Linked DNA regions of Mus musculus: region 2 is linked to region 1. Evidence: chromatin contacts called from public HiChIP or PLAC-seq data. All regions are on one chromosome and are shown on one strand. The core of a region is the stretch at or near the end of the contact, and the rest is flanking DNA. Distances in the headings are between cores, read along the strand shown. Region 1 overlaps Myo10 (myosin X). Region 2 overlaps Retreg1 (reticulophagy regulator 1).

Evidence for each region. HiChIP or PLAC-seq counts read pairs in DNA pulled down with a chosen protein or histone mark.
Region 2: a CTCF HiChIP or PLAC-seq map of the NIH/3T3 cell line shows a contact between it and region 1, with 7 read pairs. The contact joins two enhancer-like sites. A contact is called at or near these places in 1 of 15 datasets of contacts at CTCF or cohesin (the NIH/3T3 cell line), 1 of 484 Hi-C or Micro-C datasets (nephron progenitors), 4 of 115 datasets of contacts at active chromatin or transcription factors (embryonic stem cells, extraembryonic endoderm stem cells, heart atrium and 1 more) and 3 of 9 other capture datasets (adipose tissue, liver and pancreatic islet).

Annotation. Positions count from the first base shown.
Region 1 is chr15:25,758,350-25,764,465 of GRCm38.p6, reverse strand. The region is part of intron 19 of Myo10 (myosin X); the gene reads right to left. Among named protein-coding and RNA genes, the nearest start is that of Retreg1, 82 kb to the left of the region's middle. Within about 2 kb of position 2,570, at least 122 of the 459 cell types and tissues checked have an H3K27ac peak or open chromatin away from gene starts, as enhancers often do. A contact at or near this core is called in the NIH/3T3 cell line, where this site is marked.
Region 2 is chr15:25,954,418-25,960,533 of GRCm38.p6, reverse strand. All of the region lies in intron 3 of Retreg1 (reticulophagy regulator 1), which reads right to left. Among named protein-coding and RNA genes, the nearest start is that of Mir7212, 9.2 kb to the right of the region's middle. Within about 2 kb of position 3,568, at least 65 of the 459 cell types and tissues checked have an H3K27ac peak or open chromatin away from gene starts, as enhancers often do. A contact at or near this core is called in the NIH/3T3 cell line, where this site is marked.

The DNA of each region.
Region 1 (6,116 bases), core at 1,321-3,820:
GTCCTGTGCTCTTCCTCAAAGGAAAACCTCAACAGGGCCAGTGGTGGGCAGTGGTCCCTAACAGGACCCTTGCCAGACGGACGGCAAGCATTAGGAACTTTCACAATGGCCGACACATGGCATTGTCCGTTGCAGTTTCCAAATGTGCTGGCCCATAGTCAGCGAGCAAAAGGAAGTTAAAACCTGCCCTTGGAGGGCTGGTAAGACAGTTCAGCAGGTAGAGGGACTTGCTGCTAAGCCTGACAACCTGGGTTCTGTCCCCAGGACTCACATGATGAAATGAGAGAAGAGACTCCTCCAGGTTGTCCTTCGACTTGTGCAACACACACACACACTCGCACGCGCGCACACACACACAAACAATATAACTTACAAATAATGGTAACAATAACAACAATAAACAAAACTTCGCCCTTTACATGTAACTAGGTATATGGTAAAAGTACTAGAAGGTACTGCTGTTACCAGCATGGGCTGGGCAATGCCAGAATGGTAACTTCTCTGTCATGGCGTGCACACAGTTATCCTCCGTAGGTTGGACCCCAGCACCAGATGCCTTTCCCTTCTGTGTCTCACTGCAGGGTGATGGGCAGAAAAGAGCGTTGACTTAAATCTTTCCTTGAAGATGCAGGGTTCTGGGGTCAGTCAGGGCACTCTTTACAAAGTTCTCCAGATTAAATAGGAGACGGAATGGAATGGACGTCCCTCAGTCTTCCCACTGTGCACTTCCCAACAGTGCTCTCAGGAGGATGGGGGCAGGGGACCCTTAGCCAGTCTTGCTAAGGAGCATCAACTGCATTCAGCAGCACAGCTATTCTGAGGCTAGATCTTGCCACACCAACATGCAAAGCCATCACCATTGCCAGACACACACTGTGGACGCTCCAAACAAACCTCGCCATGAAGCAGAATTTCTGAGCACATCAAGCCTTGGCAGTTGTTGTTCTGAAGATTTGGAGTTTATTCAGGAGTCAGGGGTACTGGGTACCACTGGCTGGCGGCAGACAAGAGATCTAACTGTCAAGATTATGCTCAAGGCAAGCCGGTGTGAGCAGTGGTCAGCTTGGCAGCACACACTAGCGGCACATGATGCTAATCTAGGCTGTCAGGTTCAATGGTAGGAGCTGAGAGTTAGACAAAAGAAAGGACCGGAGTTCCCTGCCTCAGTGAGAATCACCGGGGTGACCTCCCCAGCCGTGGCCAAATGCCCAAGTTCCCTGGGCTGGGAGTCATGAGAAAACAGTGCTCAGACTGTAGTCAGGGTTGGAGGAGGGAGGCCGAGACACTGCTCTGATAGATACAGGTGGCATGTGTGGGTTCAGGAATAGATGCTCTCAAACCTTGCCAAGTTACAAGGTGAGCTCATGGGCTGCGGAAGCTTGGGTGTGGTGAGGTGTGGGGGTGTCAGGGAGGCTGCTGCAATGGGGAGCAGATCAGATCAGAGTGTATGATGAGGCTGTGAACCCACCAACTTTAGAGGCTGCGAGTTCACAGTCGGGGGCTCATCGTTTCCTCCCTGACCCAGGAGGTTGATGCCCCTAGCTGAGTATTCCAGAGACACGTAGGATTTCAGACAGAGATCAATTTCTCTTCTGCAAGCTACGCTGCAATCAGAGACATTCTCAAGGGGTGTCCTGAAGAGAAGGAAAGGCGTGTAATGTCTGTGACCAAATGAAGCCAGCTCATCCACTCTTCAGGGATGAGACAGCAGGCCGGAGTTCAGAAAACTAAAATGGCTAATGGGATCTATAAAGGATAGAATCTGGCTATCCGTTAAGGAGTGGGCTTGGGAGCAGCTTGGTGGAGAGCATGCAGATAGCATCCTCGCCAACCCGGGGAGATCTCATTCAGGGACTATTCAATGGTGGAGGAGGGGCTCTGCCTGGCAGGGAGGCTGGAATCACACCAGTTAACAGATTAGTTACTTTTGCTTACAGAAGCAGAAGAGGCAGGCCCGGTCCTGAAAGCCACCCTGGTGGGAAGCCAGACCACCTGACTCTCCAGCTGTTCAGAGGCTGTCTCAAGCAGAGCCATTTCTCAAGTTTCATCATCGCAAGCACCAAAAAGAATCCACAAGATAGTGTTACACAAGTCTCAGAAATACGTAAGTGGAGGCCAGGTGTGGCGGAGCATCTGAATTCCAGCGCTAGAAGGCAAAGCAGGAAGACCTGATTGATGCAAGTTCAAGGTCTGCCTGGACTAGGTAGAAAATTCCAAGACAGAGACCTTATCATTAAAAAGCCCCAAACAACAAAAAGACCCACAGAAAGAGGATGGAAATGATAATTTATTCTAAGTCAGACCACAGCCCCGCAGAGGCTGACAGAAGGCTCAGCCCTCTGTAGAAATCCCATCTGGAAACCCTCAGAGAGCAGCCTTGGGCGTGATCTAAGGGACCCAAGGCAGCCTTTTCATCCCATGAAACTAAACCCGACCTCAATGCATTCATTATCACTACCATTTCTCCAGCCACCATACTGAACAGGTCACAAGCCCCTCTATTCAGACTCACTCTGACAAATCATGCTGAGACATACAAATTAGGAGGGCAGCTGTCTCTCTTTGCTGGCAAGGACGCCCACACTGCTCATTAGAATGCTGAATAGCCGCGGATCTCACTGAGTCACGCTCCAAGGTTATGGGCCGAGCAATGTGAACAGGATTCATAGCTAGAAAAAGGCAGGACTGAAACAGGGTATGTGGGAACGAGCAGGCAAACACTCTTCAATGTCCAGACCTGAAATATTGTCAACTGAGATCTGGAACGCTTATGAATCCATAGCAGACAGGACACACTGCGGCAGCCATCTGCATCACCGAGTAGGTGATAACCAGGAGGATCCACGTTCACAAGCCCTTGCTTCTTAGGTGTTTAAACGTCAAGGGTATTTCCAAGCTTCTGGAAGATTATGCTTCTAAGAAGCATAATATAGTTAATATACAGAGGAAAACAAAGGGTTTCAGATATAGACAGACAGACACATACATAAACGCATGCGCGCGCGCCGCGCGCACCCCCCCCCCCCCACAAATTGGAGCTAAGAAGTCTAATAAATTAGCTAAAGAAAGATGAAAACAGCAACTTAGAAGAAGTCAAGCCAAACACCCAGCCACCAAGCAGAGCGGCCATTTGGGAGACTAAACCTGTCCTCAGTGCTAAACACACAGTCACAGAGGAGCTAGGCCAGGTTTGAGTGGCTGCCCCTTCCCATTTCAGGGACAACAACCTGAGATGAAGCAACCTCATTTGCATAAAAATACAGCTGAGAAAAACTCAGTAACAAACATAGTTGATTTATAAATATTCATGAACACATACAAAATACCAGGAGAAAAATAATGGAATGGAGATTTTTGTTTTGTTTTGGTTTGGTTTGCTTTTTGTTTTTCGAGACAGGGTTTCTCTGGGTAGCCCTGGCTGTCCTGGAACTCACTCTGTAGACCAGGCTGGCCTCGAACTCAGAAATCCGCCTGCCTCTGTCTCTCAAGTGCTGGGATTAAAGGTATGCGCCACGACTGCCCAGCTTCGAATGGAGAATCTTATTTGATGACTGCTGGCTCAGGCGGAAATGTACTGGTAAACCCATGAGAAATTCTACTGTCTAGCGGGAAGGCAGTCCTGGTGGGACAGGGCATGGGTGAGCACTGTGTCCTAGGAGTCTTCCTTCCTCCTTAGTTATGTATTACATTGGCTGCTTGCAAGTCATAGCAGGAAATTACCCAGCCTACAATATCTGTTCGGTGTATCTGCTAACGTCTATTAAGTATAAACATCAGATAGGATAACACTGAGCAGTTACAAATTGGTAGGGAACAAGAAGTCAGGTCATTCCCACCCTTGGTGGGACATTCATCAGGACCCCAAGCACACTAGGTTCTCACTAGTGAAGGATCTGGGGACAACTAGAGCTCTTGGGCTGGCATGGCAGTCTAGGCTTCTGAGTGATGTAATCCCAACTGCTTAAGATCTGCTTAAGTCCCCTCCCACTCCCAGATGCCAGCTTCAGCGAAGTGCCCGACAGATGAGGCACCAGTCTGCCAGCGTCTATGGACAATTCTTCTGCCAATCGGTGGAGCACGAAAGAGCTTGACAAAAGTTTTCAGACTAAGCAAAATATTCAAACAAAAAGAGGCTGGGGATGTAGTTGAGTGGCAAAGTATTTAGCCTGGCATACTGGAGGAAGGCCCTAGGTCCTCGGTCCTCATTCTAATATCCTGTATACCCCTCACACAAGGTCAGACACACTCACAAAGAACAGATGAGCAGCAATCATAGTGAGAGGAGGGATTAGGGAGGTTTATGTAATGGTGATGGTGGTGGTGTGAATTTTCCTGAACCCAAGACACAGCAGCCAGACTTGCATGCAGACGAACCCCTCCCTCTTCTGCTCTCCTCACCCTGGAATACCTGTGACTTCCTCCCTGTCAGGAAGCCTTCTTTACTTCACACCCAGGATGCCCGGGCTAGCGTTTAGAGAAAACTCCCGCAGCACCCTGAACTGGCCCTTCCAAGTCTCTTTTTCAGAAGGAATCCCTCACAAATTCTCCCTGCGGAGATACTGAAGAGTTTGGAAAAGAAGCCCGAACTGCTCCACACAGCATCAGAGTCCCCTAGCAACACACACGAATCACTTTGTGCCACAGGGATGCAGGGAGTAATGGTAGGGCGTCAGTGGCAGGGACAAGGGGCTTTACAGACACGTTCACATTAATCCTCAGGTCCTGCCTGAGGGGCAAAGTTCATGTTTGCACCATCATTGAGGCCACAGGCACCCACAGCAGGCTACAGGCAGATGGCATTCACCTGTGAAGCCTGTGTCCAACACGGTACATGTTGCTCTCCACTCCAGAAATGTTTAGAGAAGGAATCATTTGCCCCAGTGGTCGCCATGAGTTGTCTAAAGGAAAGGCAACATTATTCACTGGGCCAAGAACAGTTAACTTGTTCTCTCAAGATTATGAAAGTCTCTGCCACTGACCCCACAAGATGCTACAATACAGCCCTGGTCTGAGAGACCACTGCTATGGGGTCACTAGGTTGCCAGGGATGCATGCAGGATCCGGCTGAGATTCTGTGATTGACATGACAAAACCATGGAAGGTCACAGGGTGATCAAAGTTTAAAAACCCTAGGATGTCAGGGAACACTCTTAAAAGTCCTCTCAGGTCTCCCCACAGCACCCTGACAAGCACGCAAAACAGAGTGGGTGGTGTTCTGACTATGGCTGTATGTCTACAGTAAGACCTGAAAAGGGTAAAGAAGAAAAGAAACGGCAAACCACCACCAAAAACCAGACCAAACCCATCTGCGTACCTGTGCCTCCAGGTCGGCTGCTCAGGACCCGGAGCACCGTCTCTCTCAACCATTCAATACCTACAGCAACGTGTTGCAACAAGAAAGAGAGGCAGGCTGTGCGCAGGCAGGGCCAGTGCGCTCTACGGAACAGGTGGCGATTGTACAGTAGCGGCTTCTCTTTACTGAGCATGCGAGAGGAAAAGCGTTCACCCCATGGACGCTGGCCAACCTAGGAGGCAGTATTGATCACGGAGGGCCACTGGCTTGTCTCAGGTAGCAGGAGCCCGTGAGCAGCCGGCTGGCTCAGGCCACTAGGCTGCAAGCAAGCTTGGTTTGAGAGGTGGCCAGCGTCACAGCCTTGTGGCTCTGGACCCTCTTTGTTTCTGCTCCTCTGCTCTGAGGAATGAATAGCAGGCAGTGCTCGGGAGCTGGAAAGCAGAGTCCAGTGACGTCATGACCAGGTCCAACCTGTTCTTCCACCTCCACAGGACCTCATTCCCCTGATCTGCAAGCTACTGAAGACTCAGAGGGTTTGCAAGTGTGTGCACCTGTGGTCTAATGTAAATTTACTAATCTGGGCTTCACTGAAATTGTGTAATGTGCTCCATCCTTCAACCAAATGACAGGCCCCAACTTCAGAATGAGACCACAGGAAAAGGGGAACAAACTGAAGGTAACTTTTCCTCCCTATTTCCTTTGCGCACAGTAACCTAATGACGATTTGGACTGGGTCCAGTGATCCCGGGGACGTTAATGGGACTTAGCACATCTTTCTTAGTTCTTCTGCGTGAATACGGCAACTACTTGTATCTAAGTCTAG
Region 2 (6,116 bases), core at 2,319-4,818, 200 kb before region 1:
CCACCCAGGTGGGATCTGTCATCTCCCTGAGCTGACCCAAGAGTGAGGAGTCCCAGGCCCGAGAGTAGATGAATAGAGAGAGTGCACTTAGTAGGTCCGCAGGGGAATCCCCTGACATTTTCAGCAGAGGATTGATAGGTGTGCCTGCATGAGAAACTCAGACAGCAGGAAAGGGCTGTAATGAACGCATAGAAAGAGCAGTGTCTGTGCGAAGAAGCCTCCATGTCCTCAACTCAACTAGAAAAACCTCAATATCCACAGTCATTGATAGAGCACCCAGTGGGGTCTTGGCTCAACAGCCAAGAAAATGAATCATCTCTGAACTAAGCTCTGCCCTGGTCCTGAGGGCAACTTTTACAACCAGGCTCCCAAAGGGCCTCCCAGATTCAGTTGTTCAGTAGATTTCAAAAAGTCAAATAGGTCTGAATCGAATTTTTTAAAAAACGAAAACTTTTGTGCGTGTCTTTGCGTTATTTTGTACTTCTTTTCCTTTAAGATGATAGTTATCAGGGCTGGAGAGATAGCTCGCCAGTTAAAAGCATGCACTGCGCTTCCCTAGACCAAAGCTTAGCTTCAAGAATGGCCCCCTCATGCAGCTCACACAGGCCTGAAATTCCAGAGCCAGAGGGGATCCAACACCTCTAGCCTCTTTGGATAACTACAGTCATGTACACAGACTCACACAAAACATATAATCTTTAAAAATATAAAGTTATCCAAAGCAAGGTTTGAGGGGGTGTGTTTGTTTGTTGCTGGTTTGTTTGTTTGTTTGTTTGTTTGGTTTCTGAATCAAGATGCCATGTAGTCCAAGATGGCCTTGAACTTGCTATGTAGCTAAGGCTAGCCTACTACTCTTGATTCTCAGACTTCTACTTGCAGAGTGCTGGAATTATAGCATGTGCTATCATGCCCAGTAAAAAGTGCTGGCTGCAGTCTAACATTTAACCTGATGGAATTCTCGTGCGCTGTCTGTGGCTTCACAGTGTAGGACACAGTATTCTCCATTAGGGGGTTCTCTAAGATCAGGAAACATGAGAGTCAACGCTCTTTAAAAATAAACTGTCGGAGCTAGAGAAAGTAGCCAAGGAGCTAAAGGGATCTGCAACCCTATAGGTGGAACAACATTATGAACTAACCAGTACCCCGGAGCTCTTGACTCTAGCTGCATATATATCAAAAGATGGCCTAGTCGGCCATCTCTGGAAAGAGAGACCCATTGGACAGGCAAACTTTATATGCCCCAGTACAGGGGAACGCCAGGGCCAAAAAGGGGGAGTGGGTGGGCAGGGGAGTGGGGGTGGGTGGATATGGGGGACTTTTGGTATAGCATTGGAAATGTAAATGAGCTAAATACCTAATAAAAATGGAAAAAAAAAATAAACTGTCTATCTGAAAGCGGGGAGATGTGCTAGCTAGGGTTTGACCAACAACACGAATACCGAAACAAGTGAGTCTTAGTGTCATTTTCAAAAAGTAAGATCTCTTGTGGGCACTTCGCTTCTCATAGTCCACTGAGTCTACAGCAAGTGTGCTTACTGTTACTGTTCCTAACTCCAGAGACTTCAAGTGAGGAGGCATAGCCCTCAACCAGCGAGATGACACATGACCACGTAGTGCCTGAGAACACACCCATGCCCACATGGCACATGTATACACACACACACACACACAGAGAGACAGAGAGACAGAGAGAGAGAGGGAGAGAGACTTCACACATGAAAGTGACATGTTAGAAATAGCTTTTAATCTCAAGCTACTAGAGAAAAATTAATTTGTAAACTAAGGGGGTTGGATAAGAGAGACAAACTTGTTAAATACAAAATGTTTTCATTGCTGTGGACAGGGTAGGATAAACTTGTTGCTGTGTGGCTATAGACTGTCCCAAAGTGCAAAGTCTATTTAAAAGTGAAGACTATTTTTCAAAACAAAACATTTTTAATATTTTCACATATTTTTAACTTGTTAAAGGAGATAATTACCAAAGAGATGGGAAAGAGAGGGACAGGAAAAACCAAGTGTGTGTGTGTGTGTGTGTGTGTGTGTGTGTGTGTGTGCTGTATGTTATGTGTGTTGGGGGAGGGACTAGAATATAAATGAATCTTGAAGGTCCAGTTTGAATTCTTAGTACTGCTAAAACCAAGAAGCAATGTACACAGCAAGGCCATCTACAGACTAAGGCCAATTTCCTTTTCATAAAGCTGTTTTTCAGTTTTATTTCTGCCATTTGTAACAAAATAAAGAACTAACACATTTTAAGCTAAAATAACTGAAAACTATACATTTTAAATTATGAGGCAGACAATTATTAAAAATAATTGTAGAATAAGATTACACAGATTAGCAAGACTTTTTATTTAGGTAACTTTTTTTTTAAGTTGAAAAGAGCCAGGGAGATTGAATAATGATTCAGATAAACAGAGAAACCCATTTCAAGTCCAGAGTGTCATGAGCAGACAACACCTTCCAGGGGACAGGGACTCTTCCGACACTTAGAAACTCAATAACCTCATTTTAGTGATCATGTCTGATTTATTATATTCCAGGTTACTGCCGAGGAAGTTGAAGTCTAGATTCTTTATCTGTGTGGCTCAAGGTCACATGGAACAGGAGTGACCGGCACAGGAAGTACACGGTCCACACTGGAACATACAGATCACTTCAGAGACGAATGGCAGAGGGCATCCATCCCTAACTACGACGAAATGAGTCAAAATAGAGACAGGTAAAGAGCAGCCCTGGTTCTAGGCCAAACTTGGGCCTCTTCTCTCTTTCAAGCACAGTAGCAGTTTCTATGCAGTTCCCAGTAGCCATCCTACAGTCTGGGGCCAGCTGCTCAGACTAAATTATATCCTTCTGTATAATGACGGACGGCCCTGACTGCGGTCTGCTAAGGGCTTCATCGGCAAGCACTGTCTCAGATCATCACTACGTGATCCTTGTTCTCTCAACAAGTCACCACAGCACCCTGCGAGTCAGGACTGGTGTGCCAGTCTCCATTTTACCCCCAGAGAAAATGGGGCTCAGGAGATCTGTTACTGGAAGCCATGCTTTTTCTATTGTCTTCATGCAGAAATTCCACTGTGATGGTTTATGATCCTTGTAATGCTCACTCCCCATTGGATTTTAAATCACATTAAAAATGTTGTGGACTCTCTTCTGAGCTCTCTGAGACAAGCAGAAAGGCCTGGGGACAGAGCTCGCTTGTTCCAGTGCTTGCCTCACACACACTTCTCTGGTAACTTTGTAGATTTTCCATAGTCATGTGTGAATTCGTGATCCAATAATCACATTCAAACATACTTAGAAGATTCCTGGCAGAGCACTATGGGAGACTGTTTCACAGTGTGATTTTATTAGAGATAGGAAGTATACATAAATCGAAGCTAAACAGTATTTTTCAGAAAGTTAGCCATGTCATCGTCCAATGTAACAAGCTTTTAAAAAAAGATTTGTAATAACTTGTCACCTAGCAACTGTGACAAACAGCTGGTGCAGCCCTCACACCTATAAATACGTTTTGGCCTAGAGACCTTTCATTCTCAGCGAGTGACTCAGGGTCTCATGCTCACTGCTGGTGACCATCTGTTGATGCTAATTCCTGTTGAATTTTTCTTAGAAAGGTCAGTCAATATCTGGTTACACACTTTACCATTTCTTAGTGTAACGTGTCGGAATTTTTTCTTAATCCCCTGGAGACTTGCTATGCCCTCTATGAGTGAATATGTGTAGGGAGAGGAACAAAATAAGGACAGGGAAATGTCTCTCTCCACACACAGAATTAGAGCCATGACGAAGCAAATGGGATGTGTCAACTGGAGGATTAAACAAGCAAGCAAGAGATTAAACAATTACAGAGTGCTCAGAGCGGTCTCTCACTTTCTCAGACCAATTAGGCAAGGAGCACCTTCTCCCAGGGACAGGGACAAAGAGGCGCCAGCTCCGTGCCTGTTTTTCTTACCCACAGAAGCTGAGCCCCACCTTCTTTGGGCAACTTAGTGTTCTGTTTAGACCCCTCATACACGAACACGCACACAAACATGTACACTTACACACAATCATGCATGCATGCACACACACCCCTCCCTCCCTCCCTCCCTCCCTCCCTCCCTCCCTCCCTCCCTCCCTCCCTCCCTAGTTTGAAAAGGAACAGGAATTGGCCAGTCCTTGAGACTGTCCTTCCCCCATGTATCTCAAACTAAGCAGTGCCACTTTGGGACAGGGAGACACGATTATCTAATCCACCATCTAGAAGGATGCTTTCTTCTGCTAGCTGGGAGATTCTTTTGACGTGCCTGAGGATAAGACACCAGCCATTTTCAACTTTTCTGCCTTTGTTAGTGTCTAATAACTAGGCTCTATAAGACAAGGTCCCAAGCAAGGAAATGACCTTCCCAAGTATAAGGCAAGCAAGCACTCAATGGAGACATGTGGAAGACTAAGAGGCCCGTCCTTCTTGAATACCAACGCCAAGATTTGATTCAATCACTTCCCTGTCTGTCCCGAAGCAGGAAAAGACTTCCACTCTATCCTCAAAGGGCAGATAAAAATCAGAGTCAAGAACCAGGCTTCACGGAAAGCAACCTGTTATTGTGGAGGGAGTATGCCAACTTCGAATTCTATTTGATCTGTAGTTTCCAGCAAATTACAGTCCAGGATTTATTGCACTTGGGCTCAGAAGTAAATGTCCATTCCCTGGTTTTTGGATCTTAGGTTTAGAGGTATGAAACTGGTGACAATTTTTTTTTAAAAGAATATGTTTCTTAGAATTGAAAAACGATCAATGGACAACATAATTCCTGATTTTGCTCTTTAGAGATTAGACTAATGACACTGGGTCTGAGCCCAAACTGACAGAATTGCCGAGTCATTCCAACTTGTGTCTAATACAAAGGCCAATTAATTAATTAATCATTAATTAATACAAAAGAAAATTAATTGTGATGTATATGATAAAGAAGGATAACATGGGTTCTGGAAAAAAAACTTGATGACTCTCCTGCATTGCACAGGTATCAGCTACTAACCAACACGGTGGACCGTTTGACTGTAGGTCACATTCATGCCTTGAGCCTTTCTTTAAAGAGTGTACTTATTTGTTTCTTTCTGTAGGTAAGCCATCAGTTGAATGAAATAATTAGCAGCTATGAAAAGAATATATCCATGCCAAATGACCACACCCTACTGGGCATAAAATCAACTGCATTCTCAACGGGGTATCTCTGCTCTGCTAAACTCGTGTATATTTTGAAAAAAACTTGATATGGTGTAGATGGTGCAGGTGTTAATGGTAAATTAGCATAATGCAGTACCCACGGGCAGCATGAGGGTTAAATGGGTGCAGTATGAATTTGGCGGTGTGGAAGGCACAATTAAAGAGGCCCTCTACTGCCTCATTTCCACACACACTATTAATTTGCTGCAGAAGCCTCCCTTTTAAAAATGTGTATTCATAAACGAAAGGGAATACAGTATACCAAAAGAGGATGGGGGCAGTCTAGGCTGAACCATACCAGTGACAGGCTCCTGCTCATCACAGTCCTTCATTCTTACCTGTGGGTGACAGACACTTATCTTTGCCACTGGAGTAATCGGCTGGCTCAAGTTTCTGCCGGCGGTGTGCAGGGGAATTTAATGACTGCCACCTGCAATTTATGTGCGTGTGTGTAAAATGTCAAGCAGTGTACTGGAGATCATCTGCTTAGCCAAAGGCACTTTGAGGAAATCACTTTCAAGATACCAGAGATGCAAAAGGATGCTGCTGTGTATGTGCCCACCCATCACAGCTCTCAGATGCGGGAGATCTACCTATTCCTCTTCTCCACGGGGGGCACTGTTTACTGGCCATGCCCAGTAGTAAAATGACTTTAGATGCCTTCTGTCTTGTGCACAGGCACATACCGATGCACAAATACACAGCTGACAAATAATCCTTCTACGTTCTGTTTGTATGCAATATGTTGCTTATATCAATGAGATTAGAAAAAAAAAAAGTAATACAGAGAAATGGCTTTCTGATGTAGCCCAGTCATTTACTTTTCCTGGGTGAGAAGCATCCAGAACCACAGAAGAACTACGGTGGAGCGTCCTTTTACTGAGCCTGGCCAATAGAACTACGG